Linked DNA regions of Mus musculus: region 2 is linked to region 1. A link is a contact called in public HiChIP or PLAC-seq data. All regions are on one chromosome and are shown on one strand. Each heading gives the region's core, a stretch centred on a gene start, on an enhancer-like site or on the middle of the called end of the contact. The rest is flanking DNA. Distances are from core to core; before and after follow the strand shown.

Evidence for each region. HiChIP or PLAC-seq counts read pairs in DNA pulled down with a chosen protein or histone mark.
Region 2: a contact with region 1 is called in a RAD21 HiChIP or PLAC-seq map of pro-B cells, with 6 times the contacts expected there. The contact joins two enhancer-like sites. A contact is called at or near these places in 1 of 15 datasets of contacts at CTCF or cohesin (pro-B cells) and 2 of 115 datasets of contacts at active chromatin or transcription factors (embryonic hindbrain and large pre-B cells).

The regions. Positions count from the first base shown.
Region 1 is chr17:4,473,492-4,478,953 of GRCm38.p6, forward strand. No RefSeq gene overlaps it. Among named protein-coding and RNA genes, the nearest start is that of Gm34259, 140 kb to the right of the region's middle. Within about 2 kb of position 2,835, at least 12 of the 459 cell types and tissues checked have an H3K27ac peak or open chromatin away from gene starts, as enhancers often do. A contact at or near this core is called in pro-B cells, where this site is marked.
Region 2 is chr17:5,193,406-5,198,867 of GRCm38.p6, forward strand. All of the region lies in intron 4 of Arid1b (AT rich interactive domain 1B (SWI-like)), which reads left to right. Among named protein-coding and RNA genes, the nearest start is that of Gm34854, 28 kb to the right of the region's middle. Within about 2 kb of position 2,191, at least 108 of the 459 cell types and tissues checked have an H3K27ac peak or open chromatin away from gene starts, as enhancers often do. A contact at or near this core is called in pro-B cells, where this site is marked.

The DNA of each region.
Region 1 (5,462 bases), core at 1,585-4,084:
ACTTCAACAAAGGCAGGAGGACTATTTAAAACGATGAAAGAGTCTGAATGAACGGTAGTGCTTTTGATGGCAGCTGAAAGCCACGCAGTCCTTCGGAAGTAGATAAAAGTCCGGAGTGACAATCCTTTGCTGTGGCTATAACCTTGAAAGTCCACTTTCCCCCAGTGAGCTTGAAAATAAAAAATAAATAAATAAAATAATAAAAACAACCACAACCTATGGCGCCCCTTTTTCCAGGATATCTATGGTTTTCAGAGGGCAGAAATTTACTGAATTCCAAAGGTCCCCAGCAAAACCTAGCCTGCATGACAGACCTGGCATCCGGCTACTGAACCAGAAGAGAAAGTTCGTAATCAAGTAGTGGTAGGATGGTAGGAAATGTTCAGGCATTGCTCCTACCAAAAGGAGAAAGAAAAACCTGAACAGATATACATAAGCTTGAAAATGTGCTGTAGGCAAAACTCCAGAAGAATGCCACTCTGAAAGATCCCAAGGGTGCGTGGCTGGCAATTTCTTCCTCCCTTGTTCCCAATACCTCCTTCCCCTCAAGTCCACCCCACACACCCCAACTGTCCCAACTCTGAAATCCAGACAAAGCTGAATAGGCACATGTCTCTAAATACATGCAAAAAGTGCAAGTGCTTCACACAGTTATATCCGCCTTACTGTTACATGTTCATGACGTCAGGGCATTTCTATGACCGCTGGGCTGACAGCCGTGCTGGTACATGGGGGCTGTGTGTGCTTGCCAGTGAGCATTTTCTCCCGTGTCTGTTGCTGTTCTCTAGAGATTCACTAATGGTACATCACCCGGAAAATCAGGTTCCCGAATCCTGTGGTGAAACATACACCAGGAAATCTCTCTCTATCATCTTCCCTGGCTCCAAAGAGTGTGATGGTCTCCCCTACATTCTGTTCCTAGCATGGGGCTGTGTTGGGCTTTTGTTTGGGTGGTCTGATCTGGCTGCAACCATTTCATGGGCACTCCCATCATTCTGCCGGCATCTGCACTCTGAACTGCTTCAAAAGGCAGGCTCACTGGAGACAGCAATTTCTTAATGGAAAGAATTTGTTATCAGGTTAGGCCATGAGCCTGAATCTTTGAAACAGCGTGAGTCAGATAACTCGGCACTCAGAGAATTAAGGTCTCATATCCTTTGGTTCTGGTGAGGTTTTCTGACGCTCTAAGTATGAGAGAATTAAATTGCTGGCTCTGTCCCCCATTCCCTACATACAGAATCTGCCGGCACCTACCAGTCACAGGGAACAGCGACCTGGAGTATTCTGTAGTCGGAATTAAATGGCAAAGGTCAATGTCAGTAGGGTCTGCCCTTTCCCAGTGCATTTTCTAGCAACCACCAGAGGGCTTATAACTTAGAGGGCTGGTGTTGGGTTTCCAGTCAAAACTACAGCACTCACTAAGGACTGGCCACAGAGGAGGCAAGCATGCATGCTCACACACAAACACACATGCCCACCACACTCACTCAGTTTGAAAGGAGGATTCACATTCAAGCTCCAAGTCTGGAAAATACGGTGTAAGGTGATTGGTTGCACACCATGCCTAAGGTCAAAAATGTACAAATAATCTATTCCCTACCCCTTCACATTGACCTCATTCTGCTTTGGTTTTCTTATTCTCTTTCCTAGACAGGATTGCCAGCTCCCTGTATGGTGGCATTTGCAGTGAGGCCCGTGAAGCCATCAGTGTAAATCAGTGTCCTCATAAGAAAAACCAGAGAGAGGCAGGGTCTTTCTCGAGGTTTTGTGGGTTCACGTGAAGATGTCTACACACTAGGAAGGGAGACGTCGGTATGTGCCTGGTCTATTAACTCCTTGCCACTGGCTTTTAGTCTACTGAGTGAGGAATGAGTGTTTCCTGTTGAAGCTACAAGCTACGGTATTCTGTTAGAGCAGCCCACGCTGACTGACACTTTCCCTTAGCTGGGTTTTGTCTATTTCTGGCACTCTAGATTAGTGGAACAATGGAATTATAGGACTGAAGGGCACAGAAATATTTTTACACATCACCTTGTCTGGCTCTCTCATTTCAAAGACCAGGACTTCACTGTGGGCACATCACATGGCTGTGTAAGCTCAAGAAGACACTTGGGAAACAAAAATGGGAAAATAATGATGAGTTCCCATGTGTATGGTTGTCATCCAAGTGATGCTATGCCTTACTTGGCTGTTAGGAAGATAACATTATCAAGGAAATCAAGTAAGGAAAGACAGGCAAATAAGCAAATAAGCAATTCTATAACACGGACACCTATAGCCATCTGATGCAGAGCCTCCTGCCCTCTTGGACTCTTCACCTAGTGAGTCTCACTACCTCATTTATGCACAGGGTCCTGGAGGTCCCACAACAGGATGTTGCCTAAGACAGTCTCTAGCAGTGCTTCTGCTGAGCAAATCCTGGCCTCCTTGTTTCAGCTTGCACTTCTGACTGTGATTGTGGTGCCTGACTTACCGTCCCCAGTCTTGAAGGATCCTGGCTGCTACACTATGCTCCATGATCAAGCATGGCTGCCCTTCCTCTTCCGGTATCACTCATCTACTGGATACCACACCATCTACATTTACATGTTCCCTAGAGGCTGTCATCAAAAACCACTATCCTGCGATGCAGTTTTTCTCACCGTGAAGAAGAGTGGAGTCCTATCCTTTTCGAGGAAAATGGATACAATGGAAGATAATCATATTAGGCAGATTAAGTCACCCCAGAAAGTCAAATGCCACATGTTATCTCTCATTTTTGGAGTCCTGGACTTTACAGATATAAATCATGTATTGACATGATACATAAAACTGCACAGATGACTTGAAAGTAAAAGTGAAACTGGACTCAAAAGGGGCTCATGGGACGAGGGAGGAGGAGGGAGAGAAAGGGAGCATAAAGGGAAATATGTTCAAAGTTGATTACAAACATGCATGTCAAAGGCATTATATAGCCCTGTGTAGTAATAACAATAAAATCACAAATCATATTAGGTCACCTGCTCCCCGACTTTGATGTCTATTGACATGGTAAAATGCCCTGACAAAAGGGAACTTCACAGAGAAAGGGTTCATTTCATCTTACAATCCCAAGTGTCAGTCACGGCAGGGAAATCATGGCAGCGAGAGCTTGAGACAGTTGATCAAGTCACATTCATGGTCAAGAGCGTGAAGAAATGGATTCATGCCTGCTTGCTTGTGGTTAGCTTGATGTCTCCACTCATACACTGCAAACCCTTTGCCTAGGGAATGAATGGTGTTGCCCACCGTGCTCTTGGCACACTCTTCCCTCCTTGGAGGCTATAGGTAAAAGAGCTGCATACGTCACACTGCAAATATAACTCAAACTGGTTTTCTTTAAGGGAGAAAAGGTCCTTAAATTTAAACAATGAGCATCCTACTGTGGCCAGAAAATAGCACTATCTATTGACTGTATCAATTTATTCATGAATCTCAGTAAGAGCAGTAAATGTACCAAAAACCTAGTTTAAGTGTGATTTTTGAAATATTATTGAGTAATAAAATTGATCTCTAGATTTCCAAGAACCCAAGGTAAAAAGAAAAATAGATGAGTTACATAACTCTCCATGATTATCCACTTAATAAAGTACCACCATGCCTCATCTCACAGTCTACAGCTTATTGTCATGTGAGGAAAAGTATTGATTGCCTAATTCTCTAAATAGTGAACACCATTAAAAGAATGAGGCTGCCTGGAGCCGTATCTGGGCAGTGCCCACCGAGCTACCCCCTGGAAAAGTTTTACATCATAATCAGGAACCTAACTGATCTTACTTTGTCCTAAGAAAAGCACAAGAAAACAAAGAACATTGCTAAGAGAAGTGCTCAGATCCTGCTGTTCTCAGCATAAGTGAAGCCCCCTCTGGTGGGCCTCACTTTTCTAAGCTGACCATGCAGATAGTTAACCCACCTCATCCTATCTGTCAGAGCTGTAGCTATAGACTGTCTTCAGTATTTACTCATTTTTTTCTCTCTTGGACACAGAGGGAATCATTTTAGCCCATAACCAGTCCCCCAAAATCAACTGTTTGGAGCCTATGACTGGACTGAAGAAATCTGAGCACTCTCCCAGTGCAGGCCACTGTAGAGGCACTGTGGTCAGTATATGCCAACCCCAGATAGCCAGGGCCAGTCTTGCGAACAGAATCCTATGTCAAAGCAGGCTCTAATTGCATAATATATGACTGATGTCAACATGGAAGAAGAGGATGCCTGAGGCAGCCTTGTGGAGGTAGGAAGATGGGTGAGCAATGAGAAACCAAGGTGGCAGAAGGTGAAAGAACACAGAGGCTGGGTTGATTGTCCAATTGATAAAGAATTTGCCTTGCAAGCATGAAGACTTGAGTTTAATTCCAAGAAGTCATTTAAAAACTGCAGGGTATGCTGGCACTTGCTTGTAATTCCAGTCATGGGTAGGCATAGAATGCCAGCACAGCCCTAATTGTCAACTCTCTTACTAGTGAGAGACATTGTCTCAATAACAAGGGAAAGGTGGCACTTGAAAAACAGCAGCTGAGGTTATCCTCTGACCTACTCTCTCTCTCTCTCATACACACACACACACACACACACACACACACACACACACAGACACACAGACACACAGACACACACACACAGCATAAAGCTAAAGAATACAAGATCTGAGAGAGGGAGAGCTGGCACCAGAAAGAGCTAGGTCCTAGGTCTTATTTACCAGCTGAATAGCTTTGGACAAAGCAGCTAATATCTTTGCAGGTCAGTATCTTCAACTGAAATTTAATGCATCTTAGTTTGCTTGGGAGAGTGGGTAGAGACCTTGGGTATGAAGAGAGTAATAGAAGCCAGGCATGTAGGCAGTTCTAGCCCAATTTTCCATGTTCCCTGGTTGTTTGATTACTAGTATTCTTGTGATTTAAGTATCAGGAGACTTCACAGAAAGAGAGAGCACAGGATGCTAGAAACAGAGAAAATGTGGCTCTCCTTGATTTCTAGAGTCAGAGAGGCCCATAATCCACATCTCTGTTTGAGAATCTAAATGAATTTGCCATAGATTCTCAATTCCTGTAGACATCAGAGTCATTCATTGCCTGTAACATACAGCATTGGTGCTTTCCATGCAGATTCTATTTTTCTCTAAATAAAAATCTTTAAGGAGCAGGTAAGCTGGTTCAGGGGGTTAATCAGTTGCATCCACGCCTGAGGATCTGAGTTCAGTTCCTGGGACACACACACACACACACACACACACACACACACACACACGGTAGAAGGCAAGAACTGACTTTCCAAGCTGTTCTCTGACCTCCACAGGCACGCTGTGGTGTGTACACATAAACAACAACAAATACATCTAATTTTATATTTTTTAATAAAAAGTCATTAAATTTTACAATAAAAATCATAGTTTTCATCTGTGGGCAGACAACTCCTTATTCATGGCATACATAGATTTTTATATA
Region 2 (5,462 bases), core at 941-3,440, 720 kb after region 1:
TGCATGTGCGTGTGTGTTTCCTCATGGTTGACTTACTATTTTTCATGTTAAAATTGCAGTTTATGTTTAGTTTTTGCAAAATTACAGAGAGGTTTGGAACAGATTAGATTTCTAGTATGCAAGAAGCTCTGAGTTCAATTCTGGGCACTGGAAAAAAATCTTTTGTTAGACAAAAGTGTGTGTGTGAGTGTATGTGAGTGTGTGTGTATGTGTGTGAGTGTGTGTGTTAGAGTGTGTGTGTTAGACAAAAGATTTTTTTCTAGTTGCAGAAAATAACCTATAGGCATTTCTGTCTGAACTGAACCATTTAAAAGCCCCAAAGTGCCCCACACACCCCCAAATAAAAGTAGAGCAGTTTCTAATTCATAGAAAAATTTGTATAAACTATTAGTTGATTTTTGTTTGTTTGAGAAAGGGTCTCCTTGTGTAGCCTACCCTAACCTGGCCCACTCTGGTTCCCATGCTGGTCCCTACCTCTGGGTCCTGCTGCTGCAGCTTCCTGGGTGATGCGAGTGCAGGTGTGTGCCACCAGCCACACTCAAGCTTTAACCCAGTGTTCTAGAGCACTTTATCAAGACAATAGAGAAAGTACTACAGGTCGGACATTAGGGGCATTTTGAGGATGTGACTATACTGGTGGTTTAATCACATCTGGAAAATCGTTAACGTTTTCCAAGGACTGTGGTTTGCTGTTTTATAAACTGAAAATAACATTTACACAATCACAAGAGGATGCTCTGTTGTCTTAGGGAGGTTCTCCATGCCCCTCAGAGTCTGCCCCTTCTCCACACCAGATCCTCACAAGCACACCCACTTCCTCTCCCTGTAGATTTGGTGTTTCTAGATAGATGGAATCACACAGTAGCTAGCCCCTCAGCTGGCTCCCTCCTCAGAGCTCCAGCTCACCCATGTTGCTGCTTGTAGTTAAAGTCAGCTACTTTGTGTTGGTGTGTAGCTTTCTGTTAACACCGGTGGGTCCCACAGCCCTGGTTTATCTGTTCACCAATTGGAGGATGTCTGGCATCCTTCCAGTGTTTGTCAGTGAGAGATGAGCAAGGCTCCCACAGCCATTCTCATACCCAATTCCATGTGCAGGTGCTTTCCTTCCTCCCAGGAAAACATGGAGACAGAGGGGCCCAGGAGCCCATGGGGGGCCGTCTTTCCCTGCACAAGGGGCTGGCAGACTCTGCTCCTGACTTTGCTGGTGTGGACGCTTGCTTGTGTGAACAGCGACCGTTCTCTGCTGTAACTCTTGTCCCTCCTGCTCATGGACATAGGCAAACGCATCTTATCCTGGCTGAGCCCAGTCATCCCCACTGACTCACATCACAAGGCCTCAGGTTCTCCCCGAGTGACCTGACATCAGAGACAATGGCTAAACAACATGTAACAGGCAGGTTGGGTATACAGCATGGGTGACCTGGCCAAAGGGATATTCACAGACTGACTGCGACAGGTAAGGGATCACACAACCCAGAATGGCAGACAGTTGTAAAACTTAGGAACTGTATATTTCTGGAATTTTCCATTTTTAGCATTTTGTTTGGATCACAGTTGAGACACTGATTTTTTTTTTTAAAAAAGGGGGGGAGCTGACTATGATACTGCTGTTTGTGGTGGTGCCAGAAAATGCCTTCTCTCCATATCCAGGTGGCTGCACAGTAGTCCCAGAGTTTTAGGAGTGCCCTTGTCATTTAATGTCAGCATATACCCTTGATGTGAAGCAGTTGTCTTTAAGAGCACTGATACAGATGAAGATATGTGAGTGCCCTGACAGGGGGAGCTGCATGCCTCCTTCTCTGGGCTGGTCCTGCTCCACAGCTGCCCACATGCTGAGCCCCAGGAACCTTCACACTCACCTGAGGTGAATAAATGCCTGATGGTAATTCTGTAGAGACAAGATGTTTACGTCTCTTTGTTATAGAATATTAATATTAAATACTTTTGAAGTCTAAAGAGTGAACATAAATAGCAAAGCATTTTTACACAGTTATTACTTAATTTTGGAGATTTCCTCCTCTCTTGTGTCATCTTTTTTTATAATAGATGTGCTTCAGTGAGGAGCAGTTTGGAATGAGGACATACTCTGAGGCAGTCGCCTTGAAAACATCCTCTCTTGACTTCTGATGCCCTGCAGTGGGCGCAGTCTCCTTCACATGTGCTTGGGCTTTGCTTTGGGTGCCCGTAGAAAATTAGGCCGCATTAAACAGTCTGTGTCAAAGAAGGAAGTGGGTAACATGACTCGTGTGGAACCCAGGGGGTGGAGCAGGGAACTGTAAAGAGAAGAAAACAAACTATATATATCTCCATCCATCTTTCTCTGGAGAATTCTATCTGAGCTTTGTAGTTATTGGCTTGCCTAATTAAACAGATTCTTCAAAGAAACTCCCCTAAATCAAGACTCCCCTGCCCCGTAAAGGGTAGAGCTTACACAGTTAAATGTAAGTATACCTCATCTTTCTTTGCTCTGCATTGTCTTTCTATACTAATTCTATAACCAAGACTGTGCCACATCGTTTAATTTAAACTTCAAAGGGCCTAGAAGATGTTCTGTGATCTGTGGTTGTAACCACTCCCCTGTGTTTAAACCGTATCGATTTTGGTATAATTATTTTATGGTTGGAGGTTTTTCTCCTTTGCTGTTCCTCTTACGTCTATGCAGGGTGCAGGACTCGGAGAGGGTGGCAGCTAAGACAGCGCCACAGCAGCACTAGGAGCAGGCTGAGCGGCACATTGTTAATGTAAAAATGTATCTGTTTTTAAAACATCTCCTGGTCCTCCTGGGATCAGGCCATCTGTCCTTGTGGCCTGGCCCTCATGCTTGGCTTGCATATGGCTGTCTGAGGTCGCGTGGCGCGTGCTCATAAGTGCCATCGTGATTTTATAATAGCTTTCAACTTTTGTGCTAGGTACGTAGCACTGGGGGGAACAATTTTAATATATCCACATTTTCATCATATTTTAGTACTTTAGTTAACATATATTTATATATAACATGGAGTTTATAATACATTTATGTTTTCAAAATATAAAATTGTTTTTATGAAATGTAATTAGAATTTATTTACTGCCTTATGTTTAAGATCCTAACTCCAAACCCTTACCCCTAACATACATAATGTGCATTTGTATGTACATATGTGCACACACATATACAAGGTCAAGTTACAGAATACTGACTAAATTAGCTTTGTACTTGAACCAGTTTGGGCGTACACTACATGATAAATATTTAGCAAAACATAGATAGCATTTCCACTCGGTTGAGCTTATCACTCTGTTTGGTGTTCAGTGTGGTCCGGGGCCTCGGTTGCTCATCAGCTGCACTTGGCCTGGTTTCTTTAGAGTAAGATTTGTGGATAAGTATGAAAAGTTTCCGTCTGAATGGCAGTCACACAGGACACATAAAGGGAAGCCAGGCAGATGTGATGGAGCACGTAGATGCTGAAGCTGTCTTGACATGTCACCTTCTGCTTTAGCTTGTTTTATAATGATCTGCAAGGAAACTATTTCTTTTAAAAAAAAGTTTCAGATTTTTTTATTTGAAAATCTAGTTTGTTTATATATATATATATATATGTTGTGCTGAAAAACTACATGTAATTAGAATATGTACATCTGTATCGGCCTAAAATTTTCATGACTCTACAACTTTATTTCTTAATAAACAGCAGCAGTGTGGATATGATGAACTTGTAAACATGTGGGTTTTTCTTTAAGGTGCAGAATTCATGTGTCTGGGTCCACAAACATATTGTTCACATAACTAGAAAGGTTGCTCTGGGTCAGAGAGAGCCTTTATAGAGGAGGTGTGTTGCACAGCTGGCCAGCTGTGGCCTGTGGTGTGAGCTGAACTGCCTCCCACTTCCCACATTGTAGGCAACCAGCCAAAGTGCAAAGCCCAGGGTCACATTAACAGTTAAGTATGGAAAGATTGTGGTCTCTATGTAGCCTTAATAAAATATCAACTCTAATCTGACTTCGAGTCATTCAAATCTAGACGCACACCTCCATCATGGGGAATAGACATTATCTTCTGTTTCTGAGCAGTGTGGTTCATTGCCATCATTTTTCAAGACTTAACTCTCTTAAAGAAATTTAAAAGCTACTCTCAACTAGAGAGACAAATGCATTAGATATGTACATGATATCAGTAAATGCAGCCAGACTGGGGTGTGCCTTAGTTTATGCTAGTGTGTAAACTAGGAGTATTTATCACCAGCCAAATCTACATGACTTTAACCTACATACTTATATTGGATACATTTTCAACCTTGTTGCATATGTGCCTGTATTGTAAGGAGCCACACCAAACTTATGTTCACACACACGTGTCTGTATTATAGTCAGTGCATTCATTCACACGCATATATTTGCTTGCCACTCCTTCTAGTAACAGTGAGCAAGGTAGGCAAGGCCCTGGTTCTTGTAGAAAGAGATATTTACACAAGTAAATGGAAGGTTTCAGGTAGTAAAAAGAGGAGAGAGTTTGCTAAGAAGTAAGTGACTCATGGGGCAGGCAAGCATTAGGTGTTCTTTCAGCAGTGTGGAAGAGGCTCTCGTGTGAGGAGCACAGTCTCGGGGGACTGGAAGGAAGCCAAGGCACTAAGCACTGAGATGAAGTCCCACACTCCAGTTTATCCAGGTTCAGCTAGGGGCTTCCTGTTCCTGCTGGGGTTTGTCTTCCTTCTTTAACCTGCTAACAGTGAGCAAGACAGGAGCCTTGCTTCTCAGGGCTGGCAGGCTGTTAGCTCTGTGTGGCAACAGGACTCACACTCTCCCTTAAGTCTGTCCAGACTCACCCACAAGGTGTCACTTGAGTTTCAGGAGAATGATACAGGTCTGCATGGCCTCCTGGTTCTCCACCGTACACACAGCTCACTGTCACTGCTCCTGCTCTGGCTTGTTGACCCAGGAACATCCCAAGCCTGGGCAGATGGGAAAGGTTGAGAAACCGACTCTGTTTGGTGGAGAAGCCATCATATCACCTTTGTGCAGTACACACTCAGCATGCTGGGTCTGGCTCGACTTTCCTCTTCCTGCTTTAGGGATCAGAGGGAAAGTATGTTTACTCATGTAGAGAACTAATTGCACAGGAGTATGAGTGCAGTGCTGACTGCCTCCTTCGATGTCACAGCCAGAAGAGACGGCCGGCATCCTAGGGCTCACTGGCACAAGCATGTTACTTGTGAATAGGGAAATTCTCACTTTGCCAGTTTGTGGAACATGATATTCAGTGTCAGCTATAGCCAGTGTTTTTTGGCAGCATATAAATATTTATTGTTATCATTATTTGTCTTTTTCCCATTTAAACATATTCAGGGCATAGTAGTTCTGTGTAGCAGCACACAGCATGTGGGCAATTGTGTTTTTCTGTTGCCAGATAACGGAGCCACTAAGCAGTTGTTCTAGAATCATCCTTGAACTGCATGTGAGCTGCACATGTACGTGGAGAGAGAAGA